2 separate regions of the Pan troglodytes genome follow, and region 2 is linked to region 1. Evidence: chromatin contacts called from public Hi-C data. All regions are on one chromosome and are shown on one strand. The core of a region is the stretch at or near the end of the contact, and the rest is flanking DNA. Distances in the headings are between cores, read along the strand shown. Region 1 overlaps HEG1 (heart development protein with EGF like domains 1). Region 2 overlaps SLC12A8 (solute carrier family 12 member 8).

What was found. A called contact is a pair of places that touch in the nucleus more often than the background predicts.
Region 2: a contact with region 1 is called in a Hi-C map of induced pluripotent stem cells, with 4 times the contacts expected there. The contact joins two enhancer-like sites. A contact is called at or near these places in 2 of 7 Hi-C or Micro-C datasets (both in induced pluripotent stem cells).

What each region holds. Positions count from the first base shown.
Region 1 is chr2:128,271,583-128,278,394 of NHGRI_mPanTro3-v2.0_pri, reverse strand. It overlaps HEG1 (heart development protein with EGF like domains 1), which reads left to right. Exons shown (of 17, transcript XM_016941815.4): 12 at 2,974-3,108. Among named protein-coding and RNA genes, the nearest start is that of HEG1, 58 kb to the left of the region's middle. Within about 2 kb of position 5,159, at least 3 of the 24 cell types and tissues checked have an H3K27ac peak or open chromatin away from gene starts, as enhancers often do. A contact at or near this core is called in induced pluripotent stem cells, where this site is marked.
Region 2 is chr2:128,439,145-128,446,170 of NHGRI_mPanTro3-v2.0_pri, reverse strand. All of the region lies in intron 5 of SLC12A8 (solute carrier family 12 member 8), which reads left to right. Among named protein-coding and RNA genes, the nearest start is that of SLC12A8, 48 kb to the left of the region's middle. Within about 2 kb of position 1,685, at least 4 of the 24 cell types and tissues checked have an H3K27ac peak or open chromatin away from gene starts, as enhancers often do. A contact at or near this core is called in induced pluripotent stem cells, where this site is marked.

The sequences.
Region 1 (6,812 bases), core at 3,910-6,409:
AACAGTCTGCTGGTAGATCCATGACATTGACATTCCCAGTGGGCCTGGGTTCCATAACTGCCAGTCAAGAGAGCTTTCTGGAGTGGGCCTGTATATTACAGAGCTTGGGAGCCAGATTGTTAGCCCTTCATTCTGGGATAAGAGCTGGAGCTTGGCCCATTTAAGGCTAGTTATTAATTTGAGAAAAAAAAAAAAAAAGCTAAACTTTCTGAAGTTGAAGTTACTATTGATGGGGGAGTGAGGTAGAAAGGACATGCCCCATTATATCATGCTCGAAACTTTGAGACTCTATGGTTTTACTTTTTTGTTTCTCTTGACAAGGATTCAAGGGTACCAAGTTGTCCTCCCCAGTGAGGTAGGAAAGTCACCTTTCAGTTCACTAAATATTTATGGAGTACATTCTATGTGATCAACATTGCACCAGGTTACTTTTTGTGCCCCATAAATGCATTCAAATCAAGTGCCTTGCAAATCAAGTGCCAGCCATTTGGATTTGAAAGAGCCAGCTCATGGCAGCCCTACCCTCCCTCTGACTCCCATTCTTCCGACTGCTTGTATATGGTTTACGGGAAAGTACCTCTCACCCTTGCTGCCTTGCTGAAGTTCCTATTTACTTCTCCTTTCAGAGCCCGTGAGAACAAAGACAGCTATGCATATTGGCTGAAAAAAACAGGCTTGTTTCCCTGTTTTTCCTCCCAGGTCTTCTCCAGGTTTTGCCAAGACCAGCCTGGTCTCATGCTAACCTTTCTGAGTACTAGAGAGGTGGCCTTGACAGCTTCTGACATCTGGGTGTTTCCAGCATAAGGGCAGTGCTGGGCTACTCTGGACACTACCATTGGAAAGGAGGGTTTTCTGTCTTCACTTCATAAAACATCCACTTCCTTGCCTTTCAAAGAACTGCAGCTCTTGTCATCTCCAGAGGTTTAGTCTTTGGAAATCCCCCATGGAATGTCTTAGCTTTAGATTTACTTAGAGTCTCATTGTCTGTTTTGACGGATGTTATGCCCAGGAAAGACCATGGGAATTGTGAATGTAGCAAAATCACATTGCCAGGCTTTATATGAAAATGGGATTCTACGTGGTCCTATTGGATGGATTTATGGTAGAATATTCTTTGAGAATTCGTAGGGTAGCAACTCCTCCACTGCAGAGGCAGGGCCTGTGTCCCATGCTTTTGCATGGATCTGCTTCTGTGCAGGGCACAGTTGCTCCAGCAGAGTGATTTGCCAGCAGGCTGGATTAATGGGCAGGGTGGAAGGAAAACGTGACATTGGCTTCCAGAAAATATCTAATCAGGCCAGGCAACTCTGGCTGGCTGCTGGACAAGGCAAGTGTCAGCCTGGACATGTTTCTGCCCTGGAGGAATTTCTTTATATTAAGGCTTGAGGACTGGCAAAGCCTTCAAAGAGTTGAGATGAGGAATTGTGGAAGTTCATTACCTCCCTGGTGCCAGCTTTGCAGTGTTTGCCTGGTGAGATTTTCCATTTTTAATTTTTCTCCCTTAAATACAAACTTTTTACAATAAACAAAGGAAATTCTATCACACATACAAATGTGGTTCTGATTGAGCACGCTAGCTTCCACTGATAAAGGCAGGAAATTCAGCTTTGAGAACTAGAGTTGTGTCCTAAGCTTACCTCGTGTGACCAGGCTGTCTACCGGTCCTGAGCTCTCAGGACTCACAAAAGGGGGCAGATGTCAGGAACCCCATGTGGGGTGGCAGCTCATGTCACCAAAACCTGCCTGGGCAGGGGCAGTTTTGCAGCATTAAAAGGGGTACCTGGCTTCTGAATAGGTTGGCTTCCTCCTTTGGGTGGGAAATGGGAGACCATGCCTGGAAAATTGGCAGCCATTCCTCCCTGCACAATAGATACATGGCCCTTCCCCTTGCATCTTTCTTCCCATTCTGAACTTGAGCTTGCCCCCCAATAACAACAGCAAATATCTAGCTTGCCTTGCCCTGCACATGGGTGTAAATAAGGTACTATCCACTATCCAGTTGGTTTCCTATTTTTGTTCTATTCTCTGTGTACCCCATATACACAGGAGGCCTATGCACCCTCATTGTGTCTGCTGTACACAACTTCACAGAGGGCCATATGCCCCACAGGAAATGCTTTCTGATAATAATGAAATGATTCTTTGTCATCCATGAGATGAATAAGGCCCTAAAGTGAACAAGGTAGCAAGCCTGAAAGATGGGCTCCTTCTCTGCCTGCCTCTGTTTCTCTCTGCCTGGTCAGTGACAGGCTGCCATGTGTACCAACCAGTCCCTGTGCGAGGCACTGAAGACCCAGAGATGAAGAAGCCCCAAGAACCCATCAGTGGAGTGGGGGAGACTGCCTGATAAGCAGAATTACACTACAGCCCGGGGCAAGCAGATTGTCTTTCAGATCTCTCCTCATCACCAGTCTCTTGTAGGCAGCACGCTGTCAGGACAGCAAGCCACCCTGCCACAGGGAGTGGTGCTAGGTCCCTTTTTAGGCCATGCAGACACACAGAGCTGAGATGTACTTCCACTTGAGACAGGTCTGGCCTGCACTCCTGTTCTTAGTCCAAGTCTCGGCTTCCTAAGAACTCAGCCGTATTTTCTGGTTGTGCTGATCCTTCCTCCGCAGTCCTTTGGAAGACACAGGGCCATTAAGGGCTGTATTTGCAGTGAGCACCAGAGGAGTGAACAGGGCCTGTTTATTCCAATTTGGTTTCTCAGTGGGTCCGTGGCACGCTGTGAGGGTGTTTTCAATGGGGAACGCTGGTGCACAGCCTGCGGCTGATCAGAGAAGAAGTGGCAGAAGGCAGTACAGATGGACTCCTGAGAGGAGTGTTGCTCTGTGGAGACTTTTCGGAAAACTGTTCTCAGCCTCTTGAAATAGAAAGTTCATGCAGACACATGAGCTTTGAAGTGGAGGAGATTTTAAGGTTTGAAGTGGAGAAGGTTTTGTTTTGTTTCACTGTCTTGTTTTTCCATTCCAGCGGGCAGCTTGTGCAAGCGGAAGAGTCCCGAATGTGACAAAGACACCTCCATCTGCACTGACCTGGACGGCGTTGCCCTGTGCCAGTGCAAGTCGGGATACTTTCAGTTCAACAAGATGGACCACTCCTGCCGAGGTAGCCACAGCTTCACCTGGGGTTCTGTGCCCAGTCCTGGGACTCTGCCTGGTGCTCTGTTTCTCTTTCTTGCTCTCTCTCTCTCTCTCTTTGCTTAGGCGTGACCATTCTAAACTGAGGGTAACTGGTTCTTGTTATTTTGCTCGTGGCAGGATTGAATACATTATCTCCTTGGAATAATAGCATTATCTTTGACTGGTGCATGCTGGTCTGGCCAATTAAATTCAAAGGAAGACAGAATGGAATGCCTGTGGTAGCCGTGCCTTTTCTTTTTTTTTTCCATTTAAAGGAAGTTAGAAAAATTATTGTTTTAATTCCCAAAGCTTTATCTATTGTCTGCTAATCTTTTAAAGTGGAAGTACAAGCATGGGGTCAGGCTTATATCTTTCAGAGGCAGCTGAGGCCAGAGTCAGAGCCCGACTCTGCCTCACTGATCATGTATCACCTTGGGCAAGTCACTTTGTTTCTCTGAGCCTCGGTTTCCTCTTCTGAGAAACGGGTATGGTGATCCTCTATTGGATATTTATTCTAAGAGTTAAGGAAGGCAGTGGATATAGAGGCCCTTTGTAAGCTGTCAGCATCTGCTCTTGTATTTGGTCCAGGTTGTTGTTGAATTAATGAGTTCTGGTTTTAAAGGTCTCATGAAGTGTTTGAGAGCAGAAATCTAATTCTACTAACCTTTAAGGTGAGGCTTAAATTCATTTAGTTTGAGGGAAAAACTGCTCAAAGAATGTAGTCCAAGAATACTGCTTTAAAATAAAATTAATTCAGGTCCAAGAGCACCACGCACCCTGACTTATAAAAGGCTGCTGCAACTTGCAATCACCAGAAAAACTAACGATATAAAGGCCATCATGGATGGCCAGTTTTCCTACTCAGTCAACACCTTGCTGGTGACAGATGTCAATGGATGTTACTGGAATCTGAATAAAAATCACATACTGGGGCGAGGTGACATGCCACTTTTCTCCATCAGGACTTCCCATGAGAGGACTTGTTCATCACAGATAAAAATATATTTCAGGGCAGCACTCTTATCCTGAGCTTCAGACCCTCTGACTTTGTTAGGTTTGGATACAAAGTTCTTCTCAAGTGCGCATCATCAGCTCTCCAGGTGGGACCTGTGATGGGTTTTGAAGGGGAGGGCCAACTCTCTGTGTTGGGCCTAGGTCCAGATGTGTGACTAGCACACAGCATGTCTCAGTGCCGTGCCAGACTGCCACATTGCTACAAAGAGATGATGCTTCCTCATGCCATCTTATCTGCTTTAATGCAAAGTGTTCCTTGCACCTCTTAGAAATGGGGAGTTGAGCCGGGCGTGGTGACTCACGCCTATAATCTCAGCACTTTGGGAGGCCGAGGCGGGCGGATCACCTGAGATCGGGAGTTGGAGACCAGCCTGACCAACACGGAGAAACCCCGTCTCTACTAAAAATACAAAATTAGCTGGGTGTGATGACGCATGCCTGTAATCCCAGCTACTCGGGAAGCTGAGGCAGGAGAATCGCTTGAACCCGGGGAGTGGAGGTTGCAGTGAGCCGAAATCACGCCATTGCACCACTGCAGCCTGGGCAACATCCGTCTCAAAAAAAAAAGAAAACAAATGAGGAGTTGAGCCCATCTTCACATGGGAAGGGGACTGGGCTAACATCCATGTGTGTTGGGGCGCTGTGCTGCTGACAGGGGATGACACAAGGTGGGCAGAGGTATGGGCATGGTGCTGTGGTGTTCCCTGTGAACAGTGTCTCAACAATGGCCCTATCACCTTTGCTTCTGGCTGGCCTGCGCCACTTCCTCTGTTTCCAAGTCAGCAATTTTGTAATTGTTTCAGTTACAGGCTAGCATTAACAAGAGCTGTGAAAGATTTACTGAGTGTGCTGACACAGGCACCAGCAACCTTATGTTGACCAAGTGAGGACCCAAGAAGCAGCATAAGGAAACCTTGATTCGCTTTTGGGCTTGTTGCTGAGACCCCGTGAAGCCCTTTCTCAGCAGTATTTGCACCATCAGGCCTCTGAGGAGTGGATTCCGGAGCTTCTTGGGCCACAGCCCTTTAGGCTGGGTTCTGATGGGTTAGCAGTGACATCTTCTGGCCATCAGTGCTGGAGCACTGACACCTCAAATCAAGGCTCAATATAAATAGAGGATAGAGGAGTGTGTGTTTTCTAAATCACTGCAGTTCAACCTATACATTAGCAAGTCTCTATGTTCTCTGCAGCGTGTGCGTGCGCACACACACATGCACACACAACGTGCTTGGTGTCTCACAGAAAATGTCTTTGCCAGACTTTCAAAGCTACACATAAAATCAAAGTAGATATCCCTCTCATAGGTTTCTTAGCTTCCTTCCATCATGCAGGCATCATGATTAATTCTTTTTTTTTTTTTTTTCTTTTTAGAGACAAAGCCTTGCTCTGTCACTCAGGCTGGAGTGCAGTGGCGCAATCAAGTCTCACTGCAGCCTTGACCTCCTGGGCTCAAGTGATCCTCCCACCTCAGCCTCCCAAGTAGCTGGGACTACAGGTCCTTGCCACTATGTCCAGCTAATTTTTGTATTCTTTGTAGAGATGGGCTTTTGCCATGTTGCCGAGTCTGGTCTCAAACACCTAGGCTCGAGCAATCCACCCACTTCGGCCTCCCAAAGTGCTAGGATTACAGGCATGAGCCACCACACCTGGCAATGAATTCTCACAACCTGTTTGCATGTCTCTTTCTTTAATCCGACTGCCATTGCCTTGAGTGCTAGAACCATGTCCTGAGCAGTGCAGGGTTCAGCAAATGTCTGTTGAACGAACGAGTGGATGATAAGGCAGCAAATAAGATGGGAAAAGATTGACATGGCTAGATATAATTTCCTGCAAGGGAACAAAAGAGTTTTTAAGATGCCACTGTCAGCTGGGCACAGTGGCTCACGCCTATAATCCCAGCACTTTGGGTGGCTGAGGCGGGAGGATCAGGAGGTCAGGAGTTTGAGGCCAGCCTGGCCAATATGGTGAAACCCTGTCTGTACTAAAAATACAAAAATTAGCTGGGCGTGGTGGTGCATGCCTGTAGTCCCAGCTACTAGGGAGGCTGAGGCAGAAGAATCGCTTGAACCCAGGAGGCGGAGGTTGCAGTGAGCTGAGATCCCGCCACTGCACTCCAGCCTGGGTGACAGAGCAAGACTCCGTCTCCAAAAAAAAAAAAAAGATGCCACCATCTACTTATTTCTATTTTTAAGTCCAGAAGACTTGAATTCACTTGTGTCTTATGGCAATAGGGGAAGCCCAATTTGGGAATATATACTAGCTGTTGCCAAATTCATTTCATCTTCAGTGCTCTGTGGTCAGAATACCTCTGCGGCAGGGGTCCCCAACCCTACCGGTTTGTGGTCTGTTAGGAACCGGGCTGCACAGCAGGAGGTGCAGTTAGGAACTGGGCTGCACAGCTGAGTTCCGCCTCCTGTCACATCAGCGGCAGCATTAGATTCTCATAGGAGTGTGGACCCTGTTGTGAACTGCACATGTGAGGGATCTAGGTTACGTGGTCCTTAGGAGAATCTAATGCCTGATGATCTGAGGTGGAACAGCTTCATTCCGAGACCATCTTCCCAAGACCACCCCCTTGCTGGTCCATGGAAAAAATGTCTTCCATGAAACCAGTCACTGGTGCCAAAAACGTGGGGACTGCTGCTCTAGGGTGAGTGAGATGAGAAGCTGGGTCCT
Region 2 (7,026 bases), core at 436-2,935, 170 kb before region 1:
GCTTCAGAGCTCTATTTAACATAAAAATAAATAAAGCATTACAGATGCAGTTTAAGCTGTACCTTCACCGACCCCCTCCTGTTCCCCAAGGGACCACTGTCCGGAGGCTCATCCTCCCCGTGTGTTTTTATTTTTCTACCATATGTAGCTGGCCCTAAGTGATGTCGGCTATTGTTTAGCGTTTGAAAATTTTATATACATTGTATCATACCGCATGGATCCTTTCACTTGATAAATAATTTGAATGGTGAGTGAATGATTGTGCAATTTGCTTTCTTTCAGCCAACATATTTTCGCAATTTATCCATGTTAATGCATGTCATGGCATTTCATTCATTTTAACTGTTCTTCGTGCAAGGGAGACACAGAAAAGTTACTGAGTGGTGAAAGTGGTGTGAGAGGGGTTTGCACAGGGCACCCGGGTCTCCTGGCGCTCCCCGTACAGTCGGAGAGGCAGGAAAGACTTTTTAGAGGAGATTGTCTGGGAGCTGAGTGTTAAGGGAGACGGACGCAGAGGCCTTGTCTGCCACCCAGCGGGGCTTGGGCTTTATTTTGGGGGCAGCGGGAAACCTGACTCAAGTTCATATTTTAGAAAGATTGCTCTGGTCCCAATACGGAAACTGGCCCAGGATAGGGATGAAGAAAGGAGGCAGGACTCACTTGAGAGGCTGCTACGGCAACCCAAAAGAGCCAGGCAGGGCCTCTAGGGTGGAAAAGAGACGAGATGGGGGCGGGGTATGGGGTGAGGCCAAGAAAAGGGATAAGGCTGACGCCTGACTGGCTGGCTGGTGGCTTCACGTTCTGGGACTCGGGAGGAACATGGCAGCTGGAACAGGTGTGGGGGAAATGGCGAGGCTAGTGTGAGAGGTCAGCCGAAGACAGTGGCCCAGATCTCGGAGGTGTGATCAGGGCTGGGGTAAAGCGCCCTGCAGCATGGGAGCAGGAGAAGCGGTGGGCTGGGCGAAACGCTTGGGCAGCCTGTGCTGGTTTGGAAGCGGAAAGAGCCATATTTGTTGAGTGAATTTAATTTACCAGAAGAGGCATTTTCACTGTTCTATATATTTTTAAAAAAACCTTTCTGACAAAATTCCAAACATACAAAGTGGGTAAGCTAAAAATCAATATTCTTTGCCCAGAAACACACCCAGAATCTCCCCAGGTGGCTGTTCCACTCGGGATGCAGGGAACACATGGATGTTCTGGCTGCTCTGCGGGCCTCGCAGCTGGCCTGCACTGTGTCTGCGGAGGGCCAGGCCTGGGGTCTTCCTAGGATGCACGGTGCTGGCCTTTTGTAGGTATTCAGGAAATACTTGTGCAAAGAACGAACACACTGCGTGGAAGGTTGTGATGCCTGACTCAGTGGCCTTTTCTGCCCGGACGGGTGAGGATGGCTCATCCATGGGTGCCTGGAGGGAGCCCTCCACGCCCCCATGGGGAACATCTGCCTGGGTCCCCCTTGGATGGGGCTCTGTTATCCTCCTGAGATGAAGAGCCAGCAGTTAGCTACCACCAAAATTCTGTAGAATCGTCCTCCCAGCAGGGCGTGTCCCCGAGTCTCCTTTGTGGCTCCCTTCGCCATGTGGTGGAAGGGCATCTGCATGTCTTTGCCAGGAAGGGTCTTCTGGGCTCCAGTGAGCTAGGGCAGCCTGGAAGGGCCCTGCAGTGCCCAGGATGGCCTCTGTGTGGAGTTGTGATTCTGACTGTTTGTTTTCTGGCCTCTCATGGCTGGAAAGGCTCGTCCCAGGACAGCGGGCTCAACCCTTCCTCACTGCCCACAGAGGTACTAAGAGGAAACACTCTTTTGCGTGAAATGGCTGTGGGATCCTGGCATTCATGTTCTCCTTCTGGGCTGGTGGGGTGGGTGATGCTACACAGCATGGCCTTCCGCACTCTCTCATGTGACCCTCATGATGATGGTGGGATGGAGGTGGGCTGGGTTGCTTTCCCCTCCTCAAAGATGCAGGAACAGTGACCTAGAGAGGTGAAGTAACTTCAAAGCCCAGGCCTCAGTCTCCAGCCACCTTCCTGGCCCAGCAGAGAGGAAGAAAGTCTCAGAATAGCTGATGAGCGGTTTAAGTGGGGGCCCCAGCCTCACAGCCTGGCCTCCATCCCTGGGGTTCTTAACCCTGTCTGCACATCAGAAGCACCAGGGGAGCCTCAGGTGTGGAAAGAAGAATCCCAAGCTCCACCCCGGACCGAGTAAATCAGCACTCTGGGGTGGGCCCATTGGTCTGTATTTTCAAGTGCTCCTGGTGCTACTGTGCAGCCAGGGTTGAGAACCTTTGCCTTTCAGCCTCTACTCATGCAGGCTCTGCTCTGTTATCTGCAGAGATGGGCGCCCAGGCTCAGTGGAGGAAACCAAAGCAATCCAGGCCAAGTACCTCAGCGCTCAGGCCGGCAAGACCCTGGAGACAAGACTGTCATCCCCTTTACACAGGGCACAGGCTCAGGGCCAGGACTGGAACTCTTCTTCAGTTAGCCCCTGACGTAAGGACTGGCTCCTTTTCCTCCTGCATTTCCCACTCGACCTGCACTCAGCTGAGGGCCACAAGTACAGCAAACACCTGCTTAGTTGTGGGTGTGGATGTGTGTGACGAACTGGGAAGGAGCACCAACTCTGTGTCACGCACTTTGCATAGATTATTCTATTTATCTTTGAAACAACTGAGTGAGATGGGTGAGATGGTTATTCCAGTTTTAGAGACAAGGAAGTCAAAGCCCCAGAGGGGTTATGCAACTTTCTTGAGTTTGCATAGTCCGTGGCTCAGCCAGGATTGAAACCCAGAGGCACCTGACTCCAAAGCGTGATTCCCTGGTGCCCCCTGGCACCTGCTGGCTCTGGGGTGCCCTTGGAGGAAGTTGGTGAACTCCTTACTGCTTCCTTTCTCCTTTCGGATCAAGGGGGTCTGAGAACCTGCCAGTCTCCGCTGGGCCCGTTCATGCCTGGTTAAAACTGTTAGAGGTGAGCCTCTTTAAGGGGAAGCAGGAAATGAGATGTGGACTGTGAGGACCAGGAGCTGAGGCGGCTAAAACATACCTCCCCAGTGCCACCAGGAACAGAGGCCATAGACACGCTCAGCTCAGGACCAAACTCAAGTCCCACGTCAGGCGGGGAATGGTGTCCGGCCAGGCAGGGGCGCTCCCAGCTCAGCCCACAGGGCCTCAGCAGCACCTCCTGGAGCACACAGGGTGAGGCCAGCTTGGGAGCCCAGCTGCTCGGCCCCAGCCCTCTGCATCCTTGGCCTTGGGCAGTCTGACCCCAGCATCAGGGAGAATTTCTGCCCCTTTCTTGGATGATTCCTTGGAAGGTTGTGTTAATCAGAAGTACGAAGGGATCACAGGGCCCCTAAAGAGGCAGCAGACCTGCTGGAATTTGTGGCCACAATGAAAGACATGGGAAGCACCAAGTAGCATTTCTTTTTCTTTTCTTTTTTTTTAATTTTTTTTTTTTTTTTGAGACAGAGTCTCGCTCTGTTGCCCACGCTGGAGTGCAGTGGCGCGATCTCAGCTCACTCCAAGCTCTGCCTCCCGGGTTCACACCATTCTCCTGCCTCAGCCTCCCAAGTAGCTGGGACTACAGGCGCCTGGCTAATTTTTTGTATTTTTTTTTTAGTAGAGATGGGGGTTTCACCGTGTTAGCCAGGATGGTCTTGATCTCCCGACCTCGTGATCCATCCACCTCGGCCTCCCAAAGTGCTGGGATTACAGGCGTGAACCACCGCACCCGGCTTTCTTTTTTTTTATTATTTTTATTTTTGAGACAGGGTCTTGCTCTCTCACCCAGGCTAGAGTGCAGTGGTGTGATATTGACCCACTGCAGCCTCAACTTCCCAGGCTTAAGCGATTCTCCCACTTGTCAGCCTCCTGAGTAGCTGGGACTACAGGTGTGCACCACCTGTATCTTTTTGTATCTTTTGTAGAGACAGGGTTTCATCATGTTGCCCAGACTAGTCTCGAACTCCTGGGCTCAAATAGTCCACCTGTCTTGGCCTCCCAAAGGGCTGGGATTATAGGCATGAACCACCGCACCTCGCCCCAAGGACCATTTCAAACCTTTATTAGGTTTCTCCTGTCTTTTTTTCTTTTTCTTTCTTCCCATCCCTTTCTGACTCTGACTCTTTTTCCTCTTCCTCTTTTTCTGGTTCTGATCTCTTTCCCTCTGCCAGTATCCCTAGCTGGACCCTTGGGATGAGCTACTGGATAGGGGTTTCTGGCCAGGCCTGAGATCCTTCCTCTTACTGCCCTCATTCCTCTTTGTGAATCACCATTATGTATGTTAGTTACTACCTAGGTAGGTACTTGTTGTATTGCAGATGCTGATAATGAGCAGGTGTTTGGAGGATCCAGAGTGGGTAGCATTGATGATTTAGTCTTAAAAAGTTTACTCATTTGCTAGGTCCAAGCGCAACATAGGCCAATTACCATGTCCCGCCTGCCACTTGGCTGTGACAAGAAAGTTCTTAAGACCAAAAACAATCTGAATCTGGAAGTCCTCGGTGGTGCTAAGGGAGGGATGAAACCCAGGAGGTGGAGTTGGGGCTGGTGGATCCGCACCACGCTCCTGTTGCTTCCACCCTCCGTTGGCTTTGTCTGTGGTGACGTGATCTAAGGGACCCTGCTGATGGGATTGATACTGGGATTGCAGAAAGGTGGTTTCAGTGGGGGCTCCAGGAGTCCCAGGTGCCAGGGTTGCTCCATGAGTGGCCTGTCTCAGCAACATGAGAGCCTTGAGGACAGGAATCTATCTCAGTCAACTCTGTGTCCTCCAACACCAGCACAGGGCTTGCTGTGGGCAGGGGCTCAATAGGTTTGCTAAGTGAATGAATTAAGGATGAATCAAAAACAGTAAAAGAAGTACAAGAGAAAGGCTCTGGAACCCACATGGAGGTGTGGAGAACCCTAGCCCCTTAGCTGCTTATCTGCAGTCGCCTGGGCGATGGATACTCCCCAGGCCTCCCTCCAGAGAGGCGCCAACCTTCCTGTGTTGGCAGCAGTTCGCAGGTATTCCATCTACACAGAATGGCAGAGGATCGCACAATGCCTGTGTGGAGGCCCAGCCCAGGGTGGGGCCAGCTTGCAAGCCCAGTCAGACCTTCTTGGGAAGAAGGAAGGAAGGAAGGGTTGCAACTGAGAAGAAACTGTGGCTTTGAAAGTTTTCCTCCAGGGTTTTTTTGTTTGCAAGGAAAGGAGATGCTTAGGGAGGCGTTATATACTGGACAAAAGAGTGTGGCCGGGTCAGTGGTGAAATCAGAGTGCGTGTCTTTCCCACAGCAGGTCAGCAGGGATAGCTTTGTCTGCGAATGCCCACGTGCTGGGAAGACGTTGCAGCCTCTGATATAACAGCTCTGTGTTCCTTAGATTTTTTTTTTTTTTTTTGAGAAAAGTACATGTGCTTCATATTACCTGTGTCCACAGCACAGATGTAAGTGAGTAAAATTTAAACAAGGATCCAGATAGCTGGGACGAAGAGTCTCTTGACCTGTTCTTTCCGACTGTGCAGGTTTGAGAGAAAGACCAGGGATCTGGCAGTGTTGGCCAGATATTCCTGCAGGTCAGTTGGAATCCAGCTGGGGATTTGCTGATGTGAAACACGCATGGACAGTCACAAAACCAAACATATGGGGCCAAAAAGCAAGACCGACTTGACCTTAAACAAAATCCTCCTTTGCTTCTGAGCTACAAGCCAGGCAAGACAAATTTAGGGAAATAGGAATATGGATTTCTATTTGTTAAGAAAGATACAGTTGTTTCTCATCAGGCTTTTCCAGTTCTAGCACATAGAATTGCAGTGACCTCATTTTTGATCAATGGCCAATGCATTCAACTGTCTGGTGGAATAATCTATTAACTGGGCACCTGCCAATTGTCTAGAATAGGAACTAGCTTAGGCATATGTTTTAAAAAGTGATAACATTGTTATGAGCCCTGCCGAGACAAGAGGATGGGAAGCCCAAGCAGGTCAGCACTGGCTCTGAAGTCAGTTTGGGATGATAGACTGTGTTTTTCAGTAGACTCACTGCCCTGTGACTGACCTCCCTCTCTCCCTGCATTAATTACATGGTATTTAAAGGCAAACCAACAAACCACTTAAGAGTCCCGGAACCCGGGCATGTGGAATCTGGATGAGTGACCTTCGCTGGGTCACACATAGCCACTGTTGGAACCCAGTTCTCCCAGCTCCCCAGCCAGTGCTCTCTGCCCTGTGCCCCCGTGCAGCTCCCTCCGAGTCCCATGTGACCACCTGTGTTTATGATGAGTCCTCACTCACATCTGTGTATCGATTCTCTTGCAAAGAGGCCCCTTATGGCACTGGCTGGTGGAGGAGGCAGCTATGCTGTTTGACAGCCCACCAGCAGGCTAAGTTTGCCACTTTTAGGGATCCATGTCTTAATCCTGAGTGTGAAAAGACTTAAGGTGTTATAAGCGTCACCCGCTTCATCTAAACTCGCATTTGCAACCAGTGGCTGATTGAGAAATGGCAAAGGCTGTGGACACCAGGAAGCCATGAGGAGAAGGACCCCCTCAGCAAGGGCCAGGACTTGTGGACCTTTGGATGGAAAGAACTTCCCTTGCAGATAGTTATCATGTGTAGTCAGATGCTGCTTATCTGTAATAGTGAGGACAGTGGTAGCTAACCTTTATTGAGCATTACTATATGCCAGGCACTGATTTTTTGTACTTTATATGTATTAATTCATTTAACTCTTACAAAAAAAGTAGATACTATTATTCCCATTTTACAGTGGGGAAACAGAGGTGGTGAGAGGTGAGTACCTCACCTACCATAGGTAGAGTTGAGAACCAAGTCGCACTGGGTGCGGTGGCTCACCTCTGTAATCCCAGCACTTTGGGAGGCTGAGGTAGGAGGATCACTTGAGCCCAGGAGTTCGAGACAAGCCTAGGCAATACAGTGAGACTTCATCTCTAGAAAACATTTTAAAAATTAGCTGGACATGGTGGTGCACACCTGTTGTCTCAGGTACTCAGAAGGCTGAGGCAGGAGGAATCACTTGAGCCCAAGAGTTC